Linked DNA regions of Sus scrofa: all the other regions are linked to region 1. Evidence: chromatin contacts called from public HiChIP or PLAC-seq and promoter capture Hi-C data. All regions are on one chromosome and are shown on one strand. Each heading gives the region's core, a stretch centred on a gene start, on an enhancer-like site or on the middle of the called end of the contact. The rest is flanking DNA. Distances are from core to core; before and after follow the strand shown. Region 1 holds the start of ZNF768 (zinc finger protein 768). Region 2 holds the start of C3H16orf92. Region 3 holds the start of INO80E (INO80 complex subunit E). Region 4 holds the start of LOC100622642 (putative protein T-ENOL).

What was found. Promoter capture Hi-C pulls out the DNA fragments that hold promoters and counts their contacts. HiChIP or PLAC-seq counts read pairs in DNA pulled down with a chosen protein or histone mark.
Region 2: an H3K27ac HiChIP or PLAC-seq map of alveolar macrophages shows a contact between it and region 1. The contact joins the promoter of C3H16orf92 here to the promoter of ZNF768 in region 1. A contact is called at or near these places in 1 of 47 Hi-C or Micro-C datasets (embryonic fibroblasts) and 1 of 2 datasets of contacts at active chromatin or transcription factors (alveolar macrophages).
Region 3: a promoter capture Hi-C map of fetal liver shows a contact between it and region 1, with 2.5 times the contacts expected there. The contact joins the promoter of INO80E here to the promoter of ZNF768 in region 1. A contact is called at or near these places in 1 of 5 promoter capture datasets (fetal liver) and 2 of 47 Hi-C or Micro-C datasets (embryonic fibroblasts and liver).
Region 4: a contact with region 1 is called in a promoter capture Hi-C map of liver, with 3 times the contacts expected there. The contact joins the promoter of LOC100622642 here to the promoter of ZNF768 in region 1. A contact is called at or near these places in 1 of 5 promoter capture datasets (liver) and 1 of 47 Hi-C or Micro-C datasets (embryonic fibroblasts).

Annotation. Positions count from the first base shown.
Region 1 is chr3:17,808,626-17,815,174 of Sscrofa11.1, forward strand. ZNF768 (zinc finger protein 768) reads left to right here and starts at 2,709. Exons shown (of 2, transcript XM_005653012.3): 1 at 2,709-3,343; 2 at 3,630-5,766. The coding sequence starts at 3,256. The coding sequence ends at 5,227. LOC102158302 (a long non-coding RNA gene) reads right to left here and starts at 2,360. Exons shown (of 2, transcript XR_002342367.1): 1 at 1,713-2,360; 2 at 1,227-1,411.
Region 2 is chr3:18,219,002-18,225,550 of Sscrofa11.1, forward strand. C3H16orf92 reads left to right here and starts at 3,922. Exons shown (of 2, transcript XM_021088372.1): 1 at 3,922-4,321; 2 at 4,436-4,527. The coding sequence starts at 3,922. The coding sequence ends at 4,527. It overlaps FAM57B (protein FAM57B), which reads right to left. Exons shown (of 7, transcript XM_021088005.1): 6 at 6,525-6,549; 7 at 5,651-5,946. The coding sequence ends at 5,659. LOC110260083 (a long non-coding RNA gene) reads left to right here and starts at 6,192. Exons shown (of 8, transcript XR_002342905.1): 1 at 6,192-6,549.
Region 3 is chr3:18,199,136-18,205,684 of Sscrofa11.1, forward strand. INO80E (INO80 complex subunit E) reads left to right here and starts at 2,957. Exons shown (of 6, transcript XM_021088007.1): 1 at 2,957-3,172; 2 at 3,334-3,404; 3 at 3,601-3,653. The coding sequence starts at 3,092. It overlaps HIRIP3 (HIRA-interacting protein 3), which reads right to left and starts at 2,772. Exons shown (of 8, transcript XM_021087988.1): 1 at 2,277-2,772; 2 at 2,079-2,199; 3 at 1,842-1,956; 4 at 977-1,597; 5 at 592-974; 6 at 322-490; 7 at 145-243; 8 at 1-58. The coding sequence starts at 2,341.
Region 4 is chr3:18,087,771-18,094,319 of Sscrofa11.1, forward strand. LOC100622642 (putative protein T-ENOL) reads left to right here and starts at 4,197. Exons shown (of 6, transcript XM_021086430.1): 1 at 4,197-4,268; 2 at 5,348-5,441; 3 at 6,215-6,359. The coding sequence starts at 5,352. CDIPT (CDP-diacylglycerol--inositol 3-phosphatidyltransferase) reads right to left here and starts at 3,663. Exons shown (of 6, transcript NM_001167642.1): 1 at 3,621-3,663; 2 at 3,391-3,525; 3 at 2,535-2,688; 4 at 1,792-1,873; 5 at 788-869; 6 at 508-653. The coding sequence starts at 3,663. The coding sequence ends at 508.

The sequences.
Region 1 (6,549 bases), core at 1,459-3,958:
AGAGTACAAATATGTCAGACCAGTCGATGACCAGCCCTACACAGGGACTCTCATTTCTCTTGTTCTTCCCAAAGGGGCCTGTGTCATGAACGGTCTCTTTCTGTTACCTCAGATCCTCTTCAGTCAACAAGGGCATCCTTGTAGCATCTGATTGAGGCCTCTTAGAGGGCTAGAGGGCTTGTCTTTGACATGTAGGAAGGAAGAAATTCACACAGGAGCCCCTCTCACACTGAGAACTTTTGTTAGGGCTCTTTCCAGGGGGAGCCAAATTGGCCAGACCAGAAACGGTGGATGCACACTGACTAGCTCTGGCACAGTGCTGATGCATGCCAGGGGATGATGCTGTGGCCAAAGTGGCTGCCCAGCTCAGGACAAGCACAGGGTCAAGTTGGAACCCTCATCAGGGGCTTCCCTGTGCTTAGAGCCTGTCACTGCTATGGGCACGTGGGAGGCACAAGCTGGCTGCCTCTTGAAGGCCCACTGCATAGAGAGGACCAGTCTTGGAGGAGGCTGCATGGAGGTTGGCCAGGTACTAGTGAGACTGACTTTTCCCATGGAAATGCTGGTGCCAGAGCAGATTGGAGCCCTGACCCAACTTCTGCTACAAGTGGAGCTTGTGGCCCATGCTATGAAGAGTACAGGCAGTGGACCACGTCAGGGCTGAGGCTGGAGGGCTTGCACACACTTTGCAGGGCATGGCTTGTGCTCCTGTGTGCATTTCCTGGCGGGTAAGCAGGTTGGAGGTCAGAGAGAAGTGCCTCATGACAAAGACTTATTTGGAAGTTTCTTTTGTGGCTCAGGGGTAATGACTTGTATCCATGAGGATGTGGGTTCGATCCCTGGCCTCGCTCAGTGGGTTAAGGATCTGGCGTTGCCATGAACAGTGGTGTAGGTTGCAGACACAGTTTGGATACTGTGTTGCTGGGGCTGTGGAGTAGGCCAGCAGCTGTAGCTCCGATTCGACCCCTAGCCAGGGAACTTCCATATGCTGCAGGTGTGGCCCTAAAAAGCCAAAGGAAAAAAAAGAAGCAGCAGCAAAGCAAAAGGCTTGTCTCTCATCTGTGCTTTGGGAATGACCAGGAGGTGATCAGGTCCAGCTTTGCCCATACTCAGGGTACCTGTAGGGTGTTCTGCCCATGTAGGCTCTCTAGCGCTGGGCTCTGTGGGTCATTCTCTGCAAAGACAGACATTGGGATGGGAGAAAGGCATGGAGCTATAAGCTGTTCTGGAGGGCAGAGAAGTACTCACTTTATTTGTAGGAAGACACCTGTCTGTGATTGTAAGCCTTTACTGAGATGGCTTCTCTCCAGCGTTTCACCACTTGGGATTCTCCAAATTCTTGTTCTCATCTCTTTTTAGAAGAATAGAAGACGCCATGTTTCCTCCTAACCAGTTTCTTCCCTTCCTTTGTCTGGGAAGGCAACGAGAAAACACACTCTATAGTTCTTGCATCATCCCCATAGGAAGAATCTGGCTCATTCATTGTCAGGAACACTGCCAACTAATTTCAGTAGCAAGGGTTGGATCCTCTTAAGTTCTCTTTCCAGGGTCATTTTTTTCCTTGATTCAAAACTGCACCTACGGCAGTGCTTCTCAGGTTCTCTTCCTCTACAAGCCTCTATGCAAGTCGGACAGGCCTGCAAAGTCTTAAAGGCTGTCTTAAAGGCCACATGATTCTCTCTTGGTCCACTTCCCTTCCTGAACTCTATTACCTTCACCTGAAGGGATTCCCAAAGATCCTTGCCTCTCTGTGAGAAAAGCCAGGAACCAGAGATTAAGACTCCAGATATGGCGTTAAACTCAGGGAAGGTGGAGGGGAGAGGCAGGGTAACAGAAAAGGAAGCAGCCTTCTCTCTTTGGCAGTATCCCTCCGATGGGCCCCATCAGCACCTGGAACCTGTGGGGAGAAGGAAGGTGCTAGGAAGCAGAGTGTGGGCAGAGGCCGGGGAGGAAGGGTGTCTGTCCTCAGATCCCTCGGCTTTCGGTCTTCGGAAAGATAAAACTTAATGAGGCGTAAACGGGGGCGGGAAAAGATCTGAAAGCACAGGCCGGTCTAGAAGGGAGACGCCAGGGACCTCCCTCCTACTCCTCCCGCAGGCATTTCTGGAGCACCGGGGAGGTGGAACCGGCCTGCGCACCCCGCAACCAATAAGAAAACTGCCTCGCGTTCCCTGGCGACCATTAACTCCTAGCAGTTGGTGTAGTGGGAGGGGGCGGGATGGTGAGAGCACGAGCTCCACCGGCCAATCGCGGAGCTCGCTGAGAGGTAGGGGCGGTGTCTCTGGAAACGGAGGCGGGGTTGTTTCCTTGGCAACGGTCCTAGCCCTCACCGAGGGGGGAAGGGTGGCGATTAGGAGGAGCAGAGAGAGTAGGGGGCCGGGAGGAGTCGGGGAGGGCGCGCATGGGGTGGGGGTGTACAGTTCGAGGAGGGGTTCCCAGACTCGGGAGACTCGATGAGCCTAAGTTGGGGGGCGTCTATCCAGTTTCCCGAGGCGCGGCCAGAGCTGACCCCAAGGCCGGGGAGGGGAGGGGAGCTAGACGCCGCCCCCGCTGGCGCCGGGAAGCGTCGCTCCTTCTCGCTGACCTTGGTCTCGCTAGTTGCCTCGCCCTTGGCCACAGGCACTGAGGGACGCAGGGCCCGGAATACGGACAGATAGGCCCTCAGGCGGACGGAGACCTAGCACATAGGCACACAAACTGCCCCAGCCTTTCCTGGCGCCTGCAGGGCGCCCCGTCCTCCCCTACCTCGACGCCCGGGCCATCCAGCCCAGGGTTAATGCCAACGAGTTTCCACCTCCAGCCGCTCCTAGAGAGGCCGCGGCGCTAGCCAGCGGGGGAAACTGGCCGCGGACGGACACTTCCTGTGCGGAGGGGAGGGGGTCGGCCAGCCGCAGCCCTGCCCGGGCTGGGGGGCCAGACGGCGGGGTCTCGGGCGGGGAGCGGTATCCCGGGGCGGCAAGGCGAGTCGCGAAGCCCCTCACCTCCGAGGCCACAACGCACGAGGGCCTGAGGAGACCCCAGGGCAAGCCGAGTCCTTGTGGGTGGGGGCGGGGCCGCGGGTAGGGGAGGGGCCCGGCCGGCCGGAGAGGCCCAGGGTCAAGACGTCCGGCCTCTGGGGCCGACGCTGGGCAGCCAGGTCCCCTGGGCGGCGCTGAGCGGGCGGGCGGCGAGGGCCTGGGTCTCAGGGCACTCAGACCCGGGTCGCAGGATCGTCCGCCATCGCCGCCGCCACCGCCGCACTGGGAGCCGGCGGGGATGGAACGGGAGGCGTCGCCATGGGGCCTCGAGCCCCAGGATGTGCAAAGTCGTGACGAAATGGGGAGCCCCGAAGGGTCCCTCAAAGGTGAGGGAGGGAGCGCCCCTCCGAGGAGCGTGCCTGGGAGCGGGAGAGGGGGCTGCAGGGAGGGGAAAAGAGCCGGGGGCTTGGACACCTGGGACCTGGAGGAGGCGGGGGGCGGGGACCTGGTGTCCTGGATTTGCTGAGGGGGTGGTGGGAATTTCAGCACTTGCTCGAGGGCCAGCGACCCTGCTTGAGGAGGAGAAAAAGGCTTGTGGCAACTAGTGGTGGGACCCAGAGACCTTCCATGCCCCACACAATCTGGGTTTTCTGTAATTTTCTGATCCTGCAGGCAACATGAGTGAGAATGAGGAAGAGGAAATTTCTCAGCAAGAAGGCACTGGGGACTATGAGGTCGAAGAGATACCCTTTGGGCTTGAACCCCAGAGCCCTGGGTTTGGGTCACAAAGCCCAGAGTTTGAACCCCAAAGCCCCAGGTTTGAGCCTGAAAGCCCAGGTTTTGAGTCCCGAAGCCCTGGGTTTGTGCCCCCAAGCCCTGAATTTGCGCCCAGAAGCCCTGAATCAGATTCTCAGAGCCCCGACTTTGAATCCCAAAGCCCTGGGTACGAACCCAAGAGCCCTGGGTATGAACCCAAGAGCCCTGGATATGAACCCCGGAGCCCTGGGTATGAACCCAAGAGCCCTGGGTATGAACCTGGGAGCCCTGGATATGAATCTCAAAGCTCCAGATATGAATCCCAGAGCCCGGGGTATGAACCCCAGAATCCAGAGTTCAAAACCCAAAGCCCTGAATTTGAAGCGCAGAGTTCCAAGTTCCAGGAAGGCGCAGACATGCTTCTGAATTCTGAGGAAAAGAATCCCTTGAGCATCCCCTTGGGAGTCCACCCCTTGGACTCCTTCACCCAGGGCTTTGAGGAGCAGCCCACCGGGGGCTTGCCGCTAGGGCCCCCTTTTGAGATGCCCACAGGGGCCCTGCTGGCTCCACCCCAGTTTGAGATGCTCCAGAATCCCCTGGGCCTGACGGGGACCCTTCGTGGTCCCGGCCGACGGGGTGGCCGGGCCAGGGGTGGGCAGGGCCCGCGGCCTAACATCTGCGGCATCTGCGGGAAGAGCTTCGGGCGGGGCTCCACCCTGATCCAGCACCAGCGCATCCACACGGGCGAGAAGCCCTATAAATGCGAGGTCTGCAGCAAGGCCTTCTCCCAGAGCTCTGACCTCATCAAACACCAGCGCACCCACACGGGCGAGCGGCCCTACAAGTGTCCCCGTTGCGGCAAGGCCTTCGCTGACAGCTCTTACCTGCTTCGCCACCAGCGCACCCACTCTGGTCAGAAGCCCTACAAGTGCCCGCACTGCGGCAAGGCCTTCGGCGACAGCTCCTACCTCCTGCGGCACCAGCGCACCCACAGCCACGAGCGGCCCTACAGCTGCCCCGAGTGTGGCAAGTGCTACAGTCAGAACTCATCCCTGCGTAGTCACCAGAGGGTGCACACCGGGCAGAGGCCCTTCAGCTGTGGCATCTGTGGCAAGAGCTTCTCCCAGCGCTCAGCACTTATCCCCCACGCCCGCAGCCATGCCCGCGAGAAGCCCTTCAAGTGCCCCGAGTGCGGCAAGCGCTTCGGCCAGAGCTCGGTGCTGGCCATCCACGCCCGCACCCACCTGCCGGGCCGCACCTACAGCTGCCCCGACTGCGGCAAGACCTTCAATCGCTCCTCCACGCTGATTCAGCACCAGCGCTCCCACACGGGCGAGCGGCCCTACCGGTGCGCCGTGTGCGGCAAGGGCTTCTGCCGCTCCTCCACGCTGCTGCAGCATCACCGGGTCCACAGCGGGGAGCGGCCGTACAAGTGCGATGACTGTGGAAAGGCCTTCTCTCAGAGCTCCGACCTCATCCGCCACCAGCGGACCCACGCGGCCGGCCGGCGCTGACCTGGGGCCCCGCGGGGCGTGGGGAGGTGGTGGGCGGAAGAGAAGGGCACGGGGAGCGAGAGAAACCTTGGGAGGAAGAGTGGGTGGAAACGCTGGAGGCGAAAGGAGTTGAGGATTCGAGGAGGAGAGGGGGCCAGGGTGGAGGAAGTGACATGCCCTGGAGACTTATGGGAAATGGGCTATGAAGAGGGGTTGGAGGGAGGCCAAGCTGGCAGCCAGAGGCTCCGGGAGGGATCCAGAAAGAGGTCAGCAGAGAGCTGGCCTCAGCAGCAGCATGCCCCTTGCTGGACGCCCGGCTTGGCACAGTGCTAGATGGGGGTGGGGGGAGGGGGGGAGGGGTACTTAATTAGAGTTGGTAGCTTAGATTGGTAGCTACTGAGACCCCCTCGGAGTCAGGAAGAGGTGAGGGTCGGTGGGGCGGGGGGTGGGACCCCAAAGCAGGGCCTGGCTTCTGAGTGCAGACCCCAGCCTCTCCCGTCTTCCTCAGGCTTTGGAGCCCCTGAATTTGAGTTCAATAAAAACCTTTATGTGTTAAGAGACATTTGTCTTTCTAATGTGTGTGTGTGGATAGTGCTCTGGGCAGTGGGAGACTCTAGGTCACTAACTACAGCAGTGAAGCCATAAGGCCTGGTCTGGGAAGTGCTTTTTTTTTTTTTTTATTGTTTATTATTTTTTTGGCCGCTGCCAGAATCAGCTGGACGTGGGATCTAGGTTGCCAGATCAGGTTTTGAAGCTCTGGCTGCAGCAGTGTCCGTGCTGAATCCTTACCCCTAGACCACCAGGGAGCTCCCTGGGAAGTGCTTTTCTATTCAGTGTTTCACTGGAATCTTACAGTCTGAGACTCCAGAGCCATGACTTGCCCATATCTGCTCAAGTTCAGGTCCTACGCTTTGAATGCTGCACAAACACAGAGGGGGTCCAGGGAGGTGTGAGAAAACCTTCAACTTTGTGGAAATCCCTATTCCCCAACATGGAGGGACTCTCTCCCTGGCTCCCAGCACCACCCCTCTGTGCACTCTCTGACCAGAATTACAGGGATTGTCTGCAGTTCCGACCCCACCCGTGGAGAGTATATACTGTGCCCATTATGAAGATTGGACAACCTCAGCCTTTAAACCCTCCCACCAGGCTGGGCCCGATTTGCCACAGCTCCACTGCCTTTTTAGGAGCACTTTGTTACACCACAGCACACGGCAACACCAAACTCACCAATCAGGGCCATGGATACTAGTTGGGTTCGTTACCACTGAGCCACCATGGGAACGCCTTCCTAGCCCACTTTTATCTTACTTTGCTTTCCCATCTGATCCTCAGCCCTCCTA
Region 2 (6,549 bases), core at 2,672-5,171, 410 kb after region 1:
CATGAGGATGAGGGTTTGACCCCTGGCCTCACTCAGTAGGTTAAGGATCCAGCTCTGCTATGAGCTGTGGTATAGGCGGCAGACGCGGCTCAGATTTGGCCTGGCTGTGGCGGTGGTGTAGGCTGGCAGCTGTAGCTCCGATTCGACCCCTAACCTGGGAACCTCCATATGCCACGGGTGCGGCCCTAAAAAGACAGAAAAAGAAAAAAGCAAACTGAGGTTCCCTTCCCAGGGGCAGTGTTGTCTCAGCCGAGACCTGGCAGATGAGGAGGAGTCACTGGATCAAGTGTGGGCCAAGATTTTCCTGGGCAGAAGTGTATGCAAAGGTTGGGGAGTATTGAGGAAGGGAAGCCTGGCTTCCCGAGGGGGGCAGGTAGACAAAAATCTCCCACATGTGGATGAGAACTTCTGAACAACACAGGAGCCATGGGAAGCCTCTGGAGGGTTTTAAGTAGCAGATCCATGTGTTCTGGTTTGTTCTCGCTGCAAGAAGGGCGACTAGAGTGAGTTCCCTTTGTGGCTCAGTGGTTAACGAATCCGACTAGGAACGATGAGGTTGCGGGTTCGATCCCTGGCCTTCCTCAGTGGGTTAAGGATCCAGCGTTGCTGAGAACTGTGATGTAGGTTGCAGATGTGGCTTGGATCTGGCATTGCTGAGGCTGTGGTGTAGGCCAGCAACTGTAGCTCTGATTAGACCCCTAGCCTGGGAACCTCCATATGCTGCAGGAGTGGCCCAAGAAATGGTAAAAAGACAAAAAAAAAAAAAAAAAAAAAAAAAAGAGCGACTAGAGAAAGATCAAGCAGTCCACAGGCTGTCGCAGTAAAGCCCAATGAGACGTGGGGTTGGCTTGAATGAGGCGTGCAGCACTGGAGAGGGCGGGCAATGGACGGATTTGAGATTTAGGTTGGAGATGGAGGCCACTCGTCTTGATTATGTGTTTGCCAGGAGAGCAATAGGGAGGGCTTTGAGATGATTCCTAGGTTATTGTGTTGGACAGAGCATCTAGAGGAACATAGTGAGCCCATTTGCTGTGATTGAAAGAAGGCACAGGAGTTCCCGCTGTGATGCCGTGGGTTAAGGATCTGGCCTTGCCACAGCTGTGGTGTAGGTTGCAGCGGTGGCTCGGATTTGCTCTTTGGCCCAGGAACTTCCATATGCCGTGGGTGCAGCCAAAGCCAGAAAGAAAGAAGTGGGGGTGGGGGAGAAAGAGAAGGAAAGAAGGAAGGAAGGAAGAAAGATTGGAGTTCCTGTCATGGCTCAGTGGTTAACAAACCCAACCAGTATCTATGAGGATGTGGGTTTGATCCCTGGCCTCACTCACTGGGTTAAGAACCCGGTGCTCTGAGCGTTGCTCTGAGCTGTGGTGTATGCTGGCAGCTGTAGCTCCGATTAGACCCCTAGCCTGGGAATCTCCATATGCCACAGGTGCGGCCCTAAAAAGACAAAAAGAAAAAAGAAAGAGAGAGAAAGAAAGAAAGGCAGCACAGGTTTGGGGGATAGAAGAATCAAGCGCCCCATTTGGGATCTATTGAGTTTGAGGTGGTTTGGGACATACAGAGCCGCAAAGCAGGAAGTTGGGTAGGGGAGTCTGGAGCTCAGAGGAGAGGGCTGGGCTGGAAATATACATTTATGAGTCACCAGCATATAGATGGTATTTAAAGCCATGAGACTGGATGAGATCACGTAGGGAGAGAGGGTATAGATAGCAAAGAGAAGGTCCAAGCCTGAGCTGCTGAGAGGAGGAGTCGGGAAAATCGGTGACTGTGGCCCCCGTGTCTGGAGGCAGGGTGCTCTATGCGCTGCTGAGACAGAACCAACAGAGAAGTCACAGGTGTGGCAAGTTGTGGGGTCGTGGGCGGACCTGGCAAAAGTGACTTCAGTGGAGGAACGGGGACAAAGCCAGGTCTGAAGGGGTTGAAGAATACATTCAAGGTGAGGGAGCGATGACAGCAAGTGTAGACAGCCCCTTAGGGGTTGTCTGTCTCTACCCTAACGAGGTGCATCCATGCGTTCTCTCCCCTGTGGTCCCCTGAGGGCAGAGGCCATGCCCTGGTGATTTCTCTCTAAGCCCATAAATGGAGCCTAGCACATCATAGGAGTTCGATACATTTATTTAATGGTTGGATGAATAAATGAATGGATAATTCACTGCTTGTATCCTAAAGGCCTCTTCGGGTAGAGAGGGCCGCTGGATTCTTTTGAGGCAGTAGGGGAAACTGCAAAATCTGCTCCAAAGGCTAAAGGCACAGGACCCCCTTCTCCCAGGACCCTGCCTCCCAGCAAGCTCTCCCCCCTCAAGACAGCTGCATACAGGCCTGGAGCCAGCTGTGTCCCTGCTGCCTCTCACATGCCTGTGACGCTGGCTAAGTCCCATGCTTTCTTAGAAAAATATGGAGGAAAGAGGCCCCTGTGAGCCAGTCCTGGTGGGGGGAGGCACCATAGAAGTTAGTCTGCCTCCCCTCCCCCCCCCACCACCGCCTTTTTTCTCTCTGAGCCGCTTCCTTGTTTAGGAAGTAGAAGCTAACTCTGACCAGTTAGTTCCTGGAAGGGCGAGGAGAATGGGTGGGTGGTCCCTGAGGATCAGAAAGCTGAGGGGTGGGGACCCAGTGGAGGTAAGAGCCAAGGACCTCACACGCACGCATGCCACAGACACCTGCCTGGTGTGGGGCACACCACTGAACTGGGGCTGCTGAACAGGCATCTGTGTAGTGAAACCCAGGAGACCCTGAAGTGTCCTTGGGCTTGGGGGAGGCGTGACTCATGTGGGACAGACAGGCCTGCCTGCCAATCAGAGGGGAGCTAACTCAGCCACTGAGCCATAGGAATGAAAGTGGCTGTTGAGAGAAGTGGCAAGGGAAAAGCAGAAACTAGAAAGAGGAAATGGGATGGCCCTTAGGGAAGAGAGGGGAGCCTGTGAAGGCTCTGTGCATGACCAAGGGACCTGCCCTGAGATGGGCCGGGGACTTCCTCTGACAACCCCCTGCTGGCCATTCACCCCAGCGATACCTTTTCCTGCAGCGCCTGATACAACCTGTGGGAAGAGGCGGGAGGACCTGGAGTCGGGGAGCTGTGCCTTCCTTGGGCTAGAACATGGGAATGGCAGGCAGGCGGCACTGCTGCCACCTAGTGGAAATGCCTGTTATTTCGCTGGTTCTAACCCCAAGGTTGTCCTTCAGCTGAGCCCTAAGACTGGGTTTGGGGGATGGGGTAGACCCCTGCCCCTGCATTTGGGGACACAAGGCAAGAGGGAACCTCAGGGAAGAAAAGACACACCCTTGGGAGATGTGTGTGGCCCACATCACTGCCCCTCTGTGCCTTGGTCCCCTTTTCTGTAAGATGAGGTCAGTAGTACCTACCTCACGGGATTTTACGACGTTTAAATGAATCAGTCCATGTAAAGTACTTGGCATAGTAGCACATGCTCAAGAAATGCTACCTGTGGTCAATCCAAGGGGTAACCGGAAATGTTTAGCCCTGTTCCCTAGCCCCGACTACCACCATCAAATCTACAGGGCCTGCTAGACAAATATAGATTTCCTGGCTTTCATCACGAATGCCCCACTGAGTTCCTATTTGTAAATCCTGGGGCTCCTACTGTTCTATCATCAGCATCAACCCAAAGGCTCTGTGGGTCCCAACCTCTCTTCTCCTCTGATTCCGGGGCTTGGGGGGGAGGGTCCCAGATCCCAGCACTTTCTCTCTCCCCTCACCCCAGGCTGTGTGATCAGAATGGCTCTGGGCTGTGACATCACAGAGCCCTCAGCCATCACAGGAGTGGAGGGGTGATGAGGCCATGGCAGTGGGTGTGGGTGTGGATGTGGCTGGTTGGGCTGGGGACCGTAGCACCAGGTGGGATGGTGCCCTGGGAACAGTGGGCAGGAGGAAGGCTAAGGTGGGGGGGAGGGGGTCAGGGCCCCTGAGAGGCTGGGAGGCCAGGCCCGGCCTTTGTTCGCCACGCTTCTCTCCCATCCTCCCTGCCCAGTGTGGGCCTCCTCCAGGAGAGCTTAGCTGACCCTCAAGAAGTTCCTAGAATAAAATCAAGCCCCTCCACAGCTGCACTAAGGCCATGTGACCTGACAGGGCCCTGGGTCTGCCTCAGCCTCTTGGGTGGGGGACAGGGGTCCACTTGGCTCTTTCATAGACTTTGCTCTGGGTCCCCAGCGCCCAGCCCGGAAAAGGTCAAGGCCTTGGCCCAGAGAGCAGAGTCTCCGTTCTTCCTAGACAGACCTGATTTCTTTGATTACCCAGACTCGGACCAAGCCAGGCTCCTGGCCGTGGCCCAGTTCATTGGCGAGAGACCTGTCATCTTTGTTAACTCAGGTATGAACCAGCTTAAGAAGGGGCTGCCCTCCTCGCCAGGGCCTGGAGGACCGCTGCCTTTGGCCTTTCCATCGGAGGTCAGTCCGGGGGCCCCTGTCTCCCCCTGTCTAGCAGGTTCTGACTCCAGTTTCTTCCATCATATTCTGGTGGGTGCTCTGGTGGCGGCCTTCTTCTTCCTGCTTTTCCAGTTCTGCACACACATGTAAGGCCTGCCCCCTCCCACCACCTCTGCCTTCCTTGGGAAGAGGCCAGAGGACCCAAAATCCCAGGGTTTGGGGGTGGGGGGCTGCGTGACCTCCCATCTCTGATCTCCACACCCCATAGGAGCTGCCACAAAGGGGCCTAAAAAGCTGGACGAGGGCCCCGGACTCTGCCCTGAGTGCCCTCACTGGCCCTCCTCTCCTGCAGATGAATAAAAGTCCTTGCTTCTTTCTGCCTGACTGCTCAGTGACCAGCCAGGGGGTCCTGCCCGGTCCTGTGGTCATCAGGCTTTCTATCCCCAGGCACCCCTCCCTTTCCAGCCCAAAGAACTGGGTGACCAGGGCCTTGGTGGCGTTCACGCGGATCGACTTTATTAGCGGTCTGTAAAGCACCTCTCAGGGTCCCCCGACCCCAGAATGGAGGAAGCCTAGAGAGGTCTGTAGCACCAGGGACATGCCAGGGCCCGAGGGCAAGATGTGCAGCCTAAACCGGGGAAGGGACCAGGCACCCCTCCCGCCTGCCCGCAGGGTTGCTCAGCACTGGGAAGGCTGGGGGGGCGGTAGCAGCCACCTCCCTCCCCCACCCCGACAAATGAGTTTGAATTTGGATGAATAAATAAAATAAATAAGATTCCTCAGGCTGGCCTCCCCTGGAGAGGAGCTGTGGGGACAGCCACAGGCTTTAGATAGGGTGTCCCCCCACACCTCCTAGATGACAGGGAGCTGAGAGGAGTTTGCAGCAGGGGGGCTGGGATGGCCTTGGCAGCAGGGCCTCCCCCATGATTCTTTGAGTCCTGGTCCCTCAGTCTCCCCAGCCTCAAGCCCGAAGAGGTGTGACTTTTCCTCTTCCTTCGCTTCTCCAGGGTCCCGGGGAGGTGATGGAGAAAGGGGTTTGCAGGAGCGGGTCTGCCCTCAGCTGAGGCACTGTGGGAAGCGGTCCCCTCTCCAGGCCTTCCATCTCACCGAGTCCCTGCCCTCGGCCCCTGAGGGGACAAGTCCCCATCCCTTCCGAGTCCATCTGTCCGTTCCGGGGGGCTGTCAGGGCAAGAGACCCCTGGTTCCCACCCCCACCCAGCTGTCCCAGAGCCCTGGCCCCACCGGGTGGGAGTGGGGTGGGAGGGTCCCCTGGCCCCACCCTCAGTCCTGGGTCTGACAGGGAGAGGGCGGCCGGGAGCCCCGGGGCCGGAAGAGGCGGCAGGCCCCGCGGCAGATGAGGAAGAACCAGTAGAGCTGCGGGGCGAGCAGCAGCGCGGCGCCCAGGTTGACGTGGGCCGGGATGGCGAGCGGCACGGCGAGTAGGGGCAGGCCCGCGTGCCGCCCGTAGGCCCAGTACAGGTAGGGGAAGAGCAGCACCCGGCAGCAGAGGAAGCTGAGCAGCATCAGGGCCCCGTTCACCTTGTGCAGCAGCGTGTGCTGCTGCTTGTACTGCGAGGAGGGGCGGGCAGAGCAGGGGCCCGGTGAGGGGCGGGGTTACCTCCGGTCACGCCCCTAGCTCCGCCCCCTGGACCTCCGCCCACCTCCCAGCCTTCCCTGCTCCGGACCCCGGCCAGCTCAGAGCCCCAGGACTCTGCCGCCTCCCCTCTACGTCACCTTACAGTCCCTCCCAGACTTGCCTCTTCACCTGACCTTTTTCTTTCTTTTCTTTTTTTTTTTTTTTTTTTTTTTTTTAAGGGCCGCACCTGCGGCATATGGAGGTTCCCCAGCTGGGGCTCCAATCCGAGCTGCAGCTGCCGGCCTACGCCACAACCATAGCCAAGCGAGATCCTGGCCGCGTCTCCGACCTACACCGCAGCTCAGCTCGAGGCAACGTCTGGTCTTTAACCCACTGATAGAGACCGGGGATGGAACCCGCATCCTCACGGATTTACTATTCTCACTCTTAACCCACTGAGCCCCAACGGGAACTCCTTCACCTGTCCTTTAAAGAATCCCCAAAGATTTCCCTAAAGTACCCACCCTTCCCTTGTCCTCCCAAGCCCACAGACCCTCAGCTCCCCTCTCACCTGGATGAGGATCTTGCCAAGGCAG
Region 3 (6,549 bases), core at 1,707-4,206, 390 kb after region 1:
TCCCCCGGCGGGGCTGCGTCTCCCGAAGGGTTCCAGGCTGTGCGTCTGCGTGGCCGGCCTAGAGGGGAGGAGAAGGTGGGAGATGAGTTGTCTGAGAAAGTCTGCACCTCATCTGCTCCTGGGGAGTGAGAGGAAGCCCCTCACCTGACCCACTGATGATGTTGGTAACGTCCAAGGAGGCCACCTCAGCTGCCTCTTCCCGCTGCTCCTTCAGGGCCCGACACTTCTCTAAGGAAGGGTTACCTGGGGCGGAAGAAGCTTGTGAGTCTCTCCTTGGCAGTCAAGGTCCTCCTGCAGCCCCCGGGGTGCGCCCAGCCTCACCCTTCATGCCTAGGGCTTCCAGCTCTGCCCGGAGAACACTCAGGCGTTCCTTGTGGGAGCGGCAGGAACCCAGCAGCTTCTTGTAGTTTCGATGGGCACCGCAGGCCCGGATGTAGCGCTTTAGCCTCATCACAGCTGGGTGGTCCTCACCAGGACGACCTGAGCCAGCCTGGCCAGGAAAGACAGCAGCTGAAGGCCACGCCTTCTGGGCTTGCGTCAAGAGCTCCCTCATCCCTAATGGCAGCCTCCCACCCCACCTTCAACCCTCACCTTCCCGCCTTTGGGTTCCGGACTGCCGTCGGTGGAAGAGGAAGAGGAGCTGCGTGTCCTGCCTTTCTTGGAGCTCTTCTTGGAAGAGCGGTTCTTCCTCTCCCTCTTGGGGCTCCCCTCTGCCTCGATGTCACTCACCTCCTTCTCTGAGTCACTTGCCTCACCATTGATACTGCCCACCGTGGCTGTCTTACCAGTAGTTGGTGTCACCTTTCTCCAGCTGTCGTCCTCCTCCTCCGCCTCACTGCTGCCACTCTGCCTTTCCCCACCCTTCTGCTCGGTCCTGTCCCTGCTCTGCGCTAGGGGCTTTTCATCTTCATCACTGGTATCCCCACTGCCTGTGGCTGCTTTTTCCTTCTGTTCCTGGTCTCCCAGCAGTCTTCTGCCCTGCTTTTCTGCTTACAGCTTTGCTCCTCCCGAGCTGACCTTTTCCCTCCGTTGCTCTGGGCTCTGAGTTTCCACTCCTCTCTGTTCTCTTTCTGCTTGGCTAGGGTCTCCTCCTCACTCTGCTTTTCACTTTCCTGGTGGCTTCTAGCTCCTTCCTTTCCTCCCACCTTCTTTCCTATCCTCTCGGCAGGTTCATCCTCACTGTCCTCACTCGCCTCCCTGGCCAGCTTCCGGCTGGCTGAGGCCCTGCCTGAGGCCTGCTTGTTCTTTGCCCCGGGCTTCTTCCTAGTCCTGCCCTTGGGTGCCTTTTCGTCTTCCTCATCTTTGTTCTCTTTCTCTTCCTTTCCCTCCTCCTCTCCCTCACTGCTCTCTCCTTTCCAGATCTTCCTCCTCCTGGCAGAGCCCTCTTCCTCCTCCTCACTGCTCTCCTTCACCACCTCGTTTGCTAATCTGATCGTTGCAGTCAGGTCTCTCTGCTGTTCTTCCTCATCACTGCTCTCCTCAACTGCATTCTTCGAGGCACGCTTTGGCCTTTCATCCTCAGCGGGACTGACTTCTGCCGTCTCATTCTTTGCTGGGGGGCTGAAGCAGTCTGGGCTGGAGGCTGCAGAGCTGGGCTCTGGAATGTGGAGAGAAGAGAAGGTTGGGAGAGGTTTCTCCTGTCACTTTCTTCCTCCACTTGGGATAAACTGCCTCTAATCCTGCTCTGACAGACGGAAGGGCAGTAGGAGACAGCGCTCAGTCTACCCTTTTCCTAGTGCCTGACGCACCCATCCAGCGCCCTCATCTAAGGCCTTGGGGCATAGCTCACGCGCAACAAGTAAATACGTTTTGAATGGACCACCTATGTAGAAAGCACTAACCTGACTCTGAATTGAAACGGAACCTTTTCCTCTCTCGGTCATGGCAGAGGGTGGGAGACCTCTTCGCCTTCTTGGCAAGGTCGAGCCTCTCTTCCTTGGCACCCGTTTCATCCACCTGTGTGGAGCATCAAGAGGGCAAAACATGAACCAAGGTTGTTTTCGGCCCCGCCCCCCTCAGGCTCCTCCGCCGCCGCCTCCACAACCCCCGCCTCTGGTGACCCCGGCTGGCGCCCTCACCTGCATCTTCAGCAGCTCCTCCTCCACTAGCCTCTTCAGCGCCTGCTTCTCCTCAGGTTCCAGGTGGTCGCGGCCGGCGTGAGCCAAGAACCTCTGCCGCACGATGGAGTGCGTAAGCGTGCTGCAGAAACACGTGTCAGGACAGAGTCCCCGTCCCGCCCCTGCCCTTTCCAACCCCAACGCCAACCTCCGGTGCACCTGAGGTCCGGGCGGCCTCGGAAGAAGCTACGGGTGAACTCCTGCATCTCATTCTCCCGCGCCATTTTGCTCCACCCAGAATACTGGTGGCTCCCGCCTTTTTTCTTCCCGGCCTCCGTCCACGCGTTTGACAGGAGCTTGCGCACGCGCAGAGTCGTAGAGCCGTGAGGCTAGCGACCGTTGAAGGTCCGTTGCGGGCCGCTTAGACCGAGAACTTTACCAGACAAAACTTGCTCTCCCCGGGCAGTGTGTGTGTTTGGGGGGGGGGTGTCTCGCAGCTCCTTCCTCTTTTTTTTTTTTTTTTTTTTAAGAACGAAGCGCTTCGAAAGTTTTCCTTAGAAACCGATTCGCAGCCCGCAACCTTTGGGTAACGCAATCAACCTGCGACGCTGCCTCCGTTCGTGATCACGGGCAGCAGTTAGGCCTCTGTGATTTTCGAAAGACAGAAAGAAAAGGGCGTCCCCACCTAGAGACTAGGAATTCCAGGGAGAAATTCGTCTTGTGGCTTCAAATCGCTAAGCACATTCCAAGTCAGTAAGGAAGCCCTTCGGCAGCCGACATCTCTGTGACGTCTTCACGTCGCGGCGGCGCCATCTTCCGCGTATCCCCTGGAAACAACGCTCCTTTCACGGTGGTCCCTCGGAGCCACCCCCTGTGGTCAAGATCTCTGGGCGCGGTGGACTCTGGGAGTTGTAGTCCCAGCGAACACAGCCTAGCCGAGTCTCCGGAAGTGGAAGCGGAAGAGGCCGGGCCGAGGCGGCTTTCGGGTAGCGGGACCCCGGACTAGGTTTGGGGCGCCACTCCCGGACCCAGTCATGAACGGGCCGGCGGATGGCGAAGTGGACTACAAGAAGAAATACCGGAACCTGAAGCGGAAGCTCAAATTCCTCATCTACGTGAGTGCTGGGTGGAGTGGGAAGGTGGAGGGGGGTGAGGCCTGGCGCTGGTAGGACGTCCGTTTAGTTCTGTGTAAAGGGAGCAGGGTACTCTGTGGCCGGCTTCCGAGCCCCATTTACGGATGGCAGGTGGCTCAGCATCCACCTTGCCCTTGATACAGGAACACGAGTGCTTCCAGGAGGAACTGAGGAAGGCACAGAGAAAATTGTTGAAGGTGTCCCGGGACAAGAGGTGAGACAGGCTCCGAGGGGAGGAGGGAGACCAGAGTAGATCTACATTCGGCCCCCACCCTGGAATGGGCCACAAATGCATGATGCCTGCCTGGGGACTGTTGTGAGGACGGGGCCAGTTCGAAGGGACGGGGGCTCAAGAGAACGTTGCAGAGATGGGAATAAACACTCATTGTTCCCCCCGCCTCTTTCCTCAGTTTCCTCCTAGACCGACTTCTGCAGTACGAGAACGTGGATGAAGACTCTTCTGGTGAGCAGGGTCATGGAAAATTGGTGGAGGACATGCTCCTGGCGCTCCAGCCAGCTCACTGGGCCCTCCTTTTAGACTGGAGGCCAGTACACCTCTGGTGGTTCCTAAGCCTGGTTGCTTGCCCTCCACCTCCCCTGTTTGTTAACTCAAGTATTACTGGATATCTACTTCGTTTCAGGCACTGTGCTCTGCACAGGGAATGCAGTGGTGACTGAGATGCACAAAGCTTCTGGGAATTTGTATTGTAATTAGGTGTAATAAGAGAGCAAAGAAATAAACTAGAGTTTTAGATTCGAAAGGCATAAAATCAGGGTGATATGGTAGTGATTGGAATAAAGCAGGGGTTGATAAACGTTCTCTGTAAAGAGCTAAGTAGGCATTCCTGCTGTGGCACAGTGGGTTAAAGATCCGGCCGCGTCACTGCAGCAGTTAAAGCAGTGGTGTAGGTCGAAGGTGCAGCTTGGATTTGATCCCTGGCCTGAGATCCTCAGGTGTGGCCTCCATATGCTTCAGGTGCGGCGAAAAAGGGGAAAGAGAGCGGGAAAAGAGCCAAGTAGACTTTGCAGAACATATACCTTTTGTTTCAGCGTCTCAGCTGAATAAAAGCTGCAGTTGCCGGCCTACACCACAGCTCACGGCAACGCCAGATACTTAACCCACTGAGTGAGGCCAGGGATGGAACCTGTGTCCTCATGGATGCTAATCAGGTTCATTTCCACTGAGCCACAATGGAACTCCTGGTTTTGTTTTAAGAACATTATTTATGGGAGTTCCTCTCAGGTCCTCCGTGGCTGTGGCTGTGACTCTGGTGTAGGCTGGCAGCTGCAGCTCCAATTCGACCCCTAGCCAGGGAACCTCCATATGCTGCAGGTTCAGCCTTAAAAAGACAAAACAGCATTATTTATGAATACTGAACTTTGAATTTCATAACGTTCACACACATCATGAAATATTTTTCCTTGGATTTTTTTTCCTCAACCATTTGAAAAACTGAAAAGCCATTCTTAGCATACATACCACGCACAAGCACATGGCAGGCTGCAAATCAATAAAGGGTTTAAGAAAGACTCTTTTTAGCGAGGATTGTTTGACCTGGGACCTAGGTGAGAAGAAGAGACCTGTCTTGTGCAGGGACGAGTGAGAGGTTTTCCAGGGGAGGGAATCACAAGTGCAGATTCCCTGAGGTAAGAAGGTAGCAGGTGGTTTGAAAGTGGAAGGGCTGAAGCACATAAAGCTGTGTTCTCCTTGTTTACAGTCAGTAATAGATTTTACATCCTGACCAGCCCCACATACTTAGGTACTTTTAAAGCAGAATTTAATGAAACAATGTGAAGATTATGACATGTGCTCTGATAGTTTTTATTTTTTTATTATTTTTCATTTTAAAATTATAGTCGATTTCACAGTGTTCTGTCAGTTTCTGCTGTACAGCAGAGCGACTCAGTTGTCTGTATATATACATTATTTTTCTTTCATGATCCTCCATCCTGCTCCTTTGCAAGTGATGGGCTATAGTTCCCTGTGCTATATATACAGCAGTATTCTGATACTTTTTAGACCGTTTTTGTTTGTTTTGTTTGTTTGTTTGTTTTTCCCCCATTTAATGCTGGTTGAAAACCAATTAGTTGACTTTGTGACTCACTTACGGGTTGATACCCCCAGTTTGAAAAAGCCTTATGGTGGACCTTTGTGGCCCTGTTCTTCTCATGAGTACGTGCCATGCAATTACTTCTTTCCATGGTTCCTTTAAATACGGATGTAGATTGGGGGTCAGCAAATGGCAGCCAGCCAGGCTGCTTGTCTCTGTAAATAATGTTTCATCAGAACACACAACACCCAGTTATTTACATACCGTAAGAGACCAGCAAACAAGGTCAGAAAGCAAGTAGGACCCAGCTCATGTGGGTCATGGCAGAACGCCTGGCTTGTATGACTATATAAATCATTCTTTTGGGAGTTCCCGTTGTGGCATGAGAATGTGGGTTCAATCCCTGGCCTCACTCAGTGGGTTAAGTGTCTGGCGTTGTCGTGAGCTGTGGTGTGTGTAGGCTGGCAGCTGCAGCTCCAATTCAACCCCTAGCCTGGGAACCTCCATATGCTGTGGGTGCAGCCCTAAAAAGCAAAAAAAAAAAAAAGTAGTAATTCTTTTCAGTTAATTTCCTGTCTGAGGGGGACGTCAGTATAGGAGGCATGAGAGAACCCAGCGTGTCTATGGTCAGAGTGGGATAAACCTGAGAAGCAAGAGCCCGGAGACATAAGCCGCCACTTAGATCCCTGAGAAGCCCGTAGTATAGTCAGGGAGACACCCACACATACCACGTCCTAGCACCATGAGGAGAGCCGTGACAAGTGAGAGTAGAGAGTTCCGGGAGAGCTGGCCATCAGCTGGGTCTGAGGGAATCTAGGAGACTTCTCAGAAAGGTGGCATTTGATCTGCTTTCAGGGGGGAGCTGTGGCATGCAATAGCTTGATGTGGGATCTCAGTTCCCAGACCAGGGATTGAACCTAAGCTACAACAGTGAGAACACTGAATCCTAACCGCTAGACCACCAGGAAACTCCCTATTCTACCTATTCCTTTTTTTTTTTTTTTTTTTTTTTTTGCTTTTTGCCTTTTTGCCTTTTCTAGGGCCACTCCCACGACATATGGAGGTTTCCAGGCTAGGGGTCGAATCAGAGCTGTAGCCGCCGGCCTACACCACAGCCACAGCAACACAGGATCTGAGCCGTGTCTGCAGCCTACACCACAGCTCATGGCAATGCCGGATCCTTAACCCACTGAGCGAGGCCAGGGATCAAACCTGCGTCGTCATGGATACTAGTCGGGTTCCTTAACCACTGAGCCACAATGGGAGCTCCCGTAGCAAGTGCGTGACAAATGTGTTACCGAGGAGTCC
Region 4 (6,549 bases), core at 2,947-5,446, 280 kb after region 1:
AGTCCAGGAGAGGGGCAGTCCTGCCTCTAGGATCAAGGCTCTCAGAGCCAGGCCGCACAGGACAGAGGACACTGCAGTGGGGATCTTGGCGACACCTCCTCTCTCGGCCACGGTCCCCAAGGGCTCCCTTTGGCCAGGGGCAGAGGTCTGGATCCCTGCCTTATGGGACACCTCCTCCACCCCCTCACTCAAGTGTCCCACTCACGCCAGACCCCAGAGCTGAGCCAGCAGCTGTGACAACGCCCAGTCCTCAGACCACTCTCTTGGGGCCCCCGAGCATCCTTCCTGATTTGAGGTCCAGGACCTTGGAGATCACAGGGGTGGGACGGGTCCTTAGGATTCGGCGAACATGCCATCACCAACGAGACCGCCCCCCGCCGCCGCCCCCCCCCAGCAGGTTGGACGATACATTAGGAAGCCTGGGACCTCCTGGGAGGGACAGGGAAGCCGCGTGGCACCGTGAGACTTCCAGGGCAGGTGGGCAGCCGGGGGCTGGAGGTTCCAAAGTCACTTCTTCTTGGCACGATCTGCTGCGTCCAGGGCTGCCATGTTGCGGGCGGCCGTGATCAGGTGGATGACACTGATGAGGGACTTGAGCAAAGCCACAGGGGCGGTGACCCAGAGGCCCATCCGGAAAAGGCCCACAGAGCCCACTGCGGGAAGGGAGCAGGGGCGACAGAGAAAACAGGACGCAGGTGAGGGATGGGCCCCAGGGTTCTTGGCCTTCCTCTCCCTGCGCAGGCCCAACCCCCCTCCCATCGGCCTTGCCCAGCCCCTCGCTTCCTACCTAAAGGGCCCTCGGAGAAATTGAACAGGTAGAGGAGGCAGTAGAAGAGCTCATTTCCCGCACACAGGGTAAACAGAGCAGGCTGCGAACGGCAAAAAGGTGGCATAAGCAATACGGCGGGGCAATGCCCCCAAACGACGAGGGACCCTACAGGTGACATAGGGGCACAAGGAGGTGCAGGAAACAGGGCAGATCAGGGAACCCACCCAAGTCCCCTCGCCATCTGGTTTGGCCAGGAGCTGTGGGTGGCACTCACTGACGAGGTCAGGCATAAACAGGATGATGTGTCTGTCTGTCTTTTTTTTTTCTTTGTCTTTTTAGGGTCGCACCAGCTATATATGAAGTTCACGGGCTAGGGGTTGAATTAGAGCTACAGCTGCCGGCCTACACCACAGCCACAGCGGATCTGAGCCCCATCCACGACCTACGCCACAGCTTGCACCAACACCAGATCCTTAACCCACTGAGCGAGGCCAGGGATCAAACCCGCATCATCAAGGATGGATACTAGTCAGGGGCTTCACCTTCTAATTAAGCCACAACAGGGACTTCCAGGAAGTTGTTTCTGCCTGGCATCGCTGCAGACCCCTCGAAGGCCTGGGCCCTATCTGGAGGTGCTGACCCAGGATAAAAATTACACTCCTTGTGCTTGCTTTGGCAGCACATATACTTAAAAAAAAAAAAAAAAAGTACACTCCTTATCAAGGCTTAAGGCCTTGTGTTTTTTTTTTGGCTGCACCAGGCCAGGGATCAATGAATCCACCACACCCACAGCAAGTCCCCCTAAGGCCTTTCGCAAGCTGGTTCCGCAGACCTCTCTGGCTTCCTCCTCCCTCCCTTTTCCCTCCAGCCACTCAGCTCTACCTTCCTGGACACACCCGGGGCCACAGGTCCACTTGCTACCCGGAGCCATTCACACAGGCCCTTCTCATCAATCCTACCCTGGACCCAGCGCGGAGCCCAGGACTGGCCTAAGCTAAGCGGGGTAAACAGCGAAGGCTCACCCTGGAGGTGTAGTAGATGCGAAGCACTGGATTTCCCGACAGGTCAATCATCTTGTGACTTTCACTGCCTCGGACCACAGAACTTGGGGGAGAAAGAAAGTAGGGGGAAATCCATGAGCGTTCATTACATTGAAAGCCAACCCCCAGGAGGCAGGTGTCAGGATGCCTCGTTGAACAGAGGAGGGACTGGGCACAGCTGAAGACCACTGTCCTGCCCAACGCCACCTAGCTAGGGGAAGAATCAGGACTCAAAAGCCCCGTGCCCCTTCCCAAGGGATTTATTTATTTTTCTTTTTATGGCTGCCCCTGGGGCATGTGGATGTTCCCAGGCTAGGGGTCGAGTGTGGTCAACGCCACAGCCATTAGCAACACTGGATCCAAGTCACAGGGACCTACGCCACAGCTTGTGGCAACGCAGGATCCTTAACCCACTGAGTGAGACCAGGGATCGAACCCACATCCTCACACAGAATGTGTCAGGTCCTTAACCTTCTGAGCCACAACAGGAACTCCAGCCCAAGGGATGTTTGCTCTGTGGAATCCTTGAATAACCAGCCAGAAAAGTTGCAGGAATTACTGAATCCAGCTGTAAAACAGGACTGAAGCTGATTCAGAGATTTGCCCAAGGTCGTTCGGCAAAGCAGAGCTAAAAAGGAGATCTCCCGAGAAGCCTGAAGACACTGCCCCCACCGCCATATGACCTCAGCCCTCCCCACCCGGTCATCACGCCCAGAATGACAGACCTGTGAAGGTGCAGCCAGTGGCTGGCCACATCCAAGCTCATGCTGAGCTGGAAGAGAAGGGTGGCTCGAGGGTACAGCAGGGCCAGGTTGACCAGCAGACACATGGTGGAGCAGCGGTCTGTCAACATGTCCAGCATGGCCCCAAACCGGGTCCCTGAAAAATGGTGGCTATTAGGTGGCAAAGAGCTGTGGAGGAGGCGGTGGATGGATGACAGGGGCCGTATCTGGTGGATCATTCAGATGCAGAGTCTAAGGGTGACGGTGCATCCACTGCCTGGGGAGGCGAGGAGACTGTTCTGCCTGGACCAAAGGGCCAGGGTCACCGTGCCACAAAACAGAACACATGGGAATGCAGAGAGAACAAAGCAGAAGTGGGGAGGCTAGCTCTAGAGCTCATCAACCCCAGAATCCAGGGTCCAGGTCTCCAGACAAGAAGACTTGAAATCTTAGGGAAGTCTTGGAAGTGAACAGATTCAAAAAGTAGACAACCCTCCAGAAACTATCCCTCTTCCCTCTCCATCTGCCTTCCAAACCCACCTTCTGGAATCATTCTGGCTGGTGCCTGCCACACAGGAGATACCAATAAACATAAACATCTGTTGAATGGATGTTTTAATCCTTCGGAGAGGCCGGCAGCACTGCCACTTGCCACGCCCAGTCTTGCCATCCCACACCCCTCCTCTCAAAGAGTGCTTCTCAACTGCGAGCTTAAATCCCTTCCGCTACAAAAGCGGGCCACTCTGCTCTGCTTTCTACAGAGATGGGAATGACAGAGCTCCTGAGTACCTGAGGAAGCAGGAAAAGGGGGCAGAGGGTTGTTGGGCCTCGAGGCTGGCTGGGAGGAGGTATCTGTCACCTTGATTAAGGACTCGAGCAGCGTGTCCATCAAAAGCGTCCAGAAGTCCGCTGAGCAGGTAGAAGGAGGAGGCCGTGAAGGGGCAGCAGGGCATGAAGTAGAAAGAAATGATGGCGAAGACAATCCGGGCATAACCTTGGGACGGGACGAGGGAGAGACAGGGCAGATCAGGAAGCCTGCCCAAGACCCCTGGCCCTCCCGTTCGGCCCGGAGCCGCGGACAGCACTCACCAATAAGGTTAGGCACAAACAGGAAGATATTTTCGCTTGGCATCGCGGAGGCCCCCTGGCCGCTCTGGGCCTTATCCGGAGGTGCCAACTCTGTCCCAGCCCCGGCGCGACGCTCACCCTCCAGCCTGGCGCATCGGCCGCGCCCACTGCGCGCAGGTCTCTGCTGCCCCAGCCGGGTCCCAGATGTTAAAGCTCAATGTCGACCGTAGCATGGGCTAACCCAGCTGTGAGCCGGGAGCGAACACCCTGCCCTTCCTCAGGGCAGACGCTCGCCTCTTCCTGCCTCCAGCTGCGGCCTCTGCTGCTCCAGCTGTGCTGGGCTTCCGGAACCTACTCTACTGCGTTCTACCTTGCAAAATTGGAGAAAGGAAGAAGAGGCTTTTGAAATGGCTGCGGCCCCTTTAAGACCTGCTGGCTTCCTTGTCTTCCCTCCGCCCCTTACCATCGGCTTGTACCAAAGCACAGAGGGAGGAGAGGGGAAAAAGAAACATAGTCGTCGAGCAAAAAAGGGAATTGAAAAGGAGAGGCCAAAAGAGAAGGAGGCCTAGATAAATGTCTCTACGTTCCTTTCTGTGCAGGGTATGACTTCCTGGAGACAAAGATAAGGGGAGAAGATTCCGCTCTCTCGCGTTTTTGCACCCCCAAGAGGTCAGGTTATTTGGTACAGTCCACATTTTCCTTCCCCGCCCCCCTCTCTCCACCCTCATTAGCTCTTGCAGGATCCAGGCAACGAGATGACAGCCAGAGGGCCCGAAGGGCGACCTGGGGGGGGGCTGCTTTTCGCGTGCCCCTAGTGGTGGGAGGATTAGGTCGCAGGCTCCACTCTGTGTCATCTTCCCAGGTCTCTCTAGATTCTAGCGCTAGAGTCACTGACCCCTAAGAGGGACCTAGCAGGGAGCGGAGGAGTTGCGAATGCGACAAGCTAGGAAAATGCCCTTACCCCTGTGGTTCTAGAATCCCTAGTCTCCTGGCAACGGCGCTGCGGAACCTTTGCATATGCCAAAGTTTTCGTAGTAAGGGGTAGCGGAGCCGCCCTGGGTTCCCCTTTTTCCAAACTTCTCCCCCAACTCCCCGCTCCCACGGCCCCTAAAAGGGCTTTTTAGACCTCCCTGTCCCCTCTTCTGCCCAGGAGCCCAAGATTTCGACCCATCTGCCAGGTCGGGGGTGGCAAGTGGGCTGCCTTGTCTTAAGAAGGGCCTTGGATGGGAAGAAGGAAAGCGAGGCTCTCGCCGGGCCGAGTGGAGGCAGGGGAGAGGGGGCGGGCGTGTGGGTGTCCCACTCCCTCCCCCAGGAAGATTTAAGGCAGCGATTTTTTTTTTTTTTTTTTTTTTTTTTTTGGTCTTTTTGCCTTCTCCAGGGCCGCTCCCGCGGCATATGGAGGTTCCCCGGCTAGGGGTCGAAGTGGAGCTACAGCTGCCGGCCTACACCACACCCACAGCAACGCCAGATCCGAGCTGCGTCTGCAACCTACACCACAGCTCACGGCAACTCCCAATCCTTAACCCACTGAGCGAGGCCAGGGATCGAACCTGCAACCTCATGGTTCCTAGTCAGATTCCTTAAACACTGAGCCACGACGGGAACTCCAACCCCCCCCCCCCCCCCCCCCCCCCCCGCTTCAGAGAGAAACTGACACAGTCCTCTAAGGCCTTGGGCGAGAGTGGTGGGTTGGGTTTGGCAGAAGGAGGCTGGTTTCGCAGCCTAACATGGGCTCCAACTGTCCCCAGGGGGATGACATCCACTCCTACCAGGAATGAGGAGAAAAAGGGCAGCCGGCTGTCCCAAGCAGCGACCTCTACAGCCTCATTGAGTGGAGGTCTGGTGAGTGTCCGAGAGGACTTGAGGTGGGGGTGAAATGAAGTAGAGAGCTCTCAGCTGAGGGCACTGAGATCTCCCAGCCTTGAGACCCTAACCTCCACCCTGAGCCCAGAGTCCCCAGCACTAGGTCCTGAGGTCACCCAAGGCTGCCCTCCACTTCCACGGTCTTCTAGATCAAATCTCTCTCTCTCTCTCTCTTTTTTTTTTTTCCTTTTTAGGGCTGAGCCTGCCACATATGGAAGTTCCCAGACTAGGGGTCAAATTGGAGCTGCAGCTGCCGGCCTACATCCAAGCCACATCTGTGACCTATGCTGCAGCTTATATAGCAAGGCCCAGATCCTTAACCCACTGAGTGGAGCCAGGGATCGAACCTGCATGCTCATGGATACTAGTTGGGTGTTTTTTTTTTGTTTTTTGTTTTTTTTTTGGTCTTTTTAGGGCCGCATCCATGACATATAGAAGTTCCTAGGCTAGGGGTCAAGACAGAGCTACGCCAGATCCGAGCTGTGTCTGCGACCTACACCACACCTCACAGCAATGCTGGGTCTTTAACCCACTGAGCGGGGCCAAGTATCAAACCTGCGTCCTCACAGATTCTAGTCAGGTTCATTACCGCTGAGCCGCAGTGGGAACTCCGAGGTCACATCTCAAAGCCCAGCTCTCCCATACAAGGCTTCTTAGACCCAGAGCCCCCCAACCCCTGCGTGGAAGCATCCAGGACCAGGACTCCCATGTGGGAACTCCCAGGCTGAACCCCTCTGACTTTCCTTTCCCAGAAGCTTTCCCGTTCTGAAGAATTCCTGACACGGATCAGCACAGAACTCACAGACGAGGCCTTGTTCATAGCTGCCTACAACACAAACCCTGTGTCCACCAAGGAAAAACAGATGGAAGACCGAGGGACTCAGATATCCAAACATGGTGACCCCTACCCCAGGACCACTGTGTCTAGAGACCGTCCCCTCCCCCTATTTTTTTTTTTTTTTTTTTTTTTTTTTGCTTTTTAGGGCCACACCTGCGGCATATGGAGGCTCCCAGGCTAGGTGTCAAATCCGAGTTACAGCTGCTGGCCTACACCACAGCAACACCAGCTCCAAGCCTCAACTGCGAG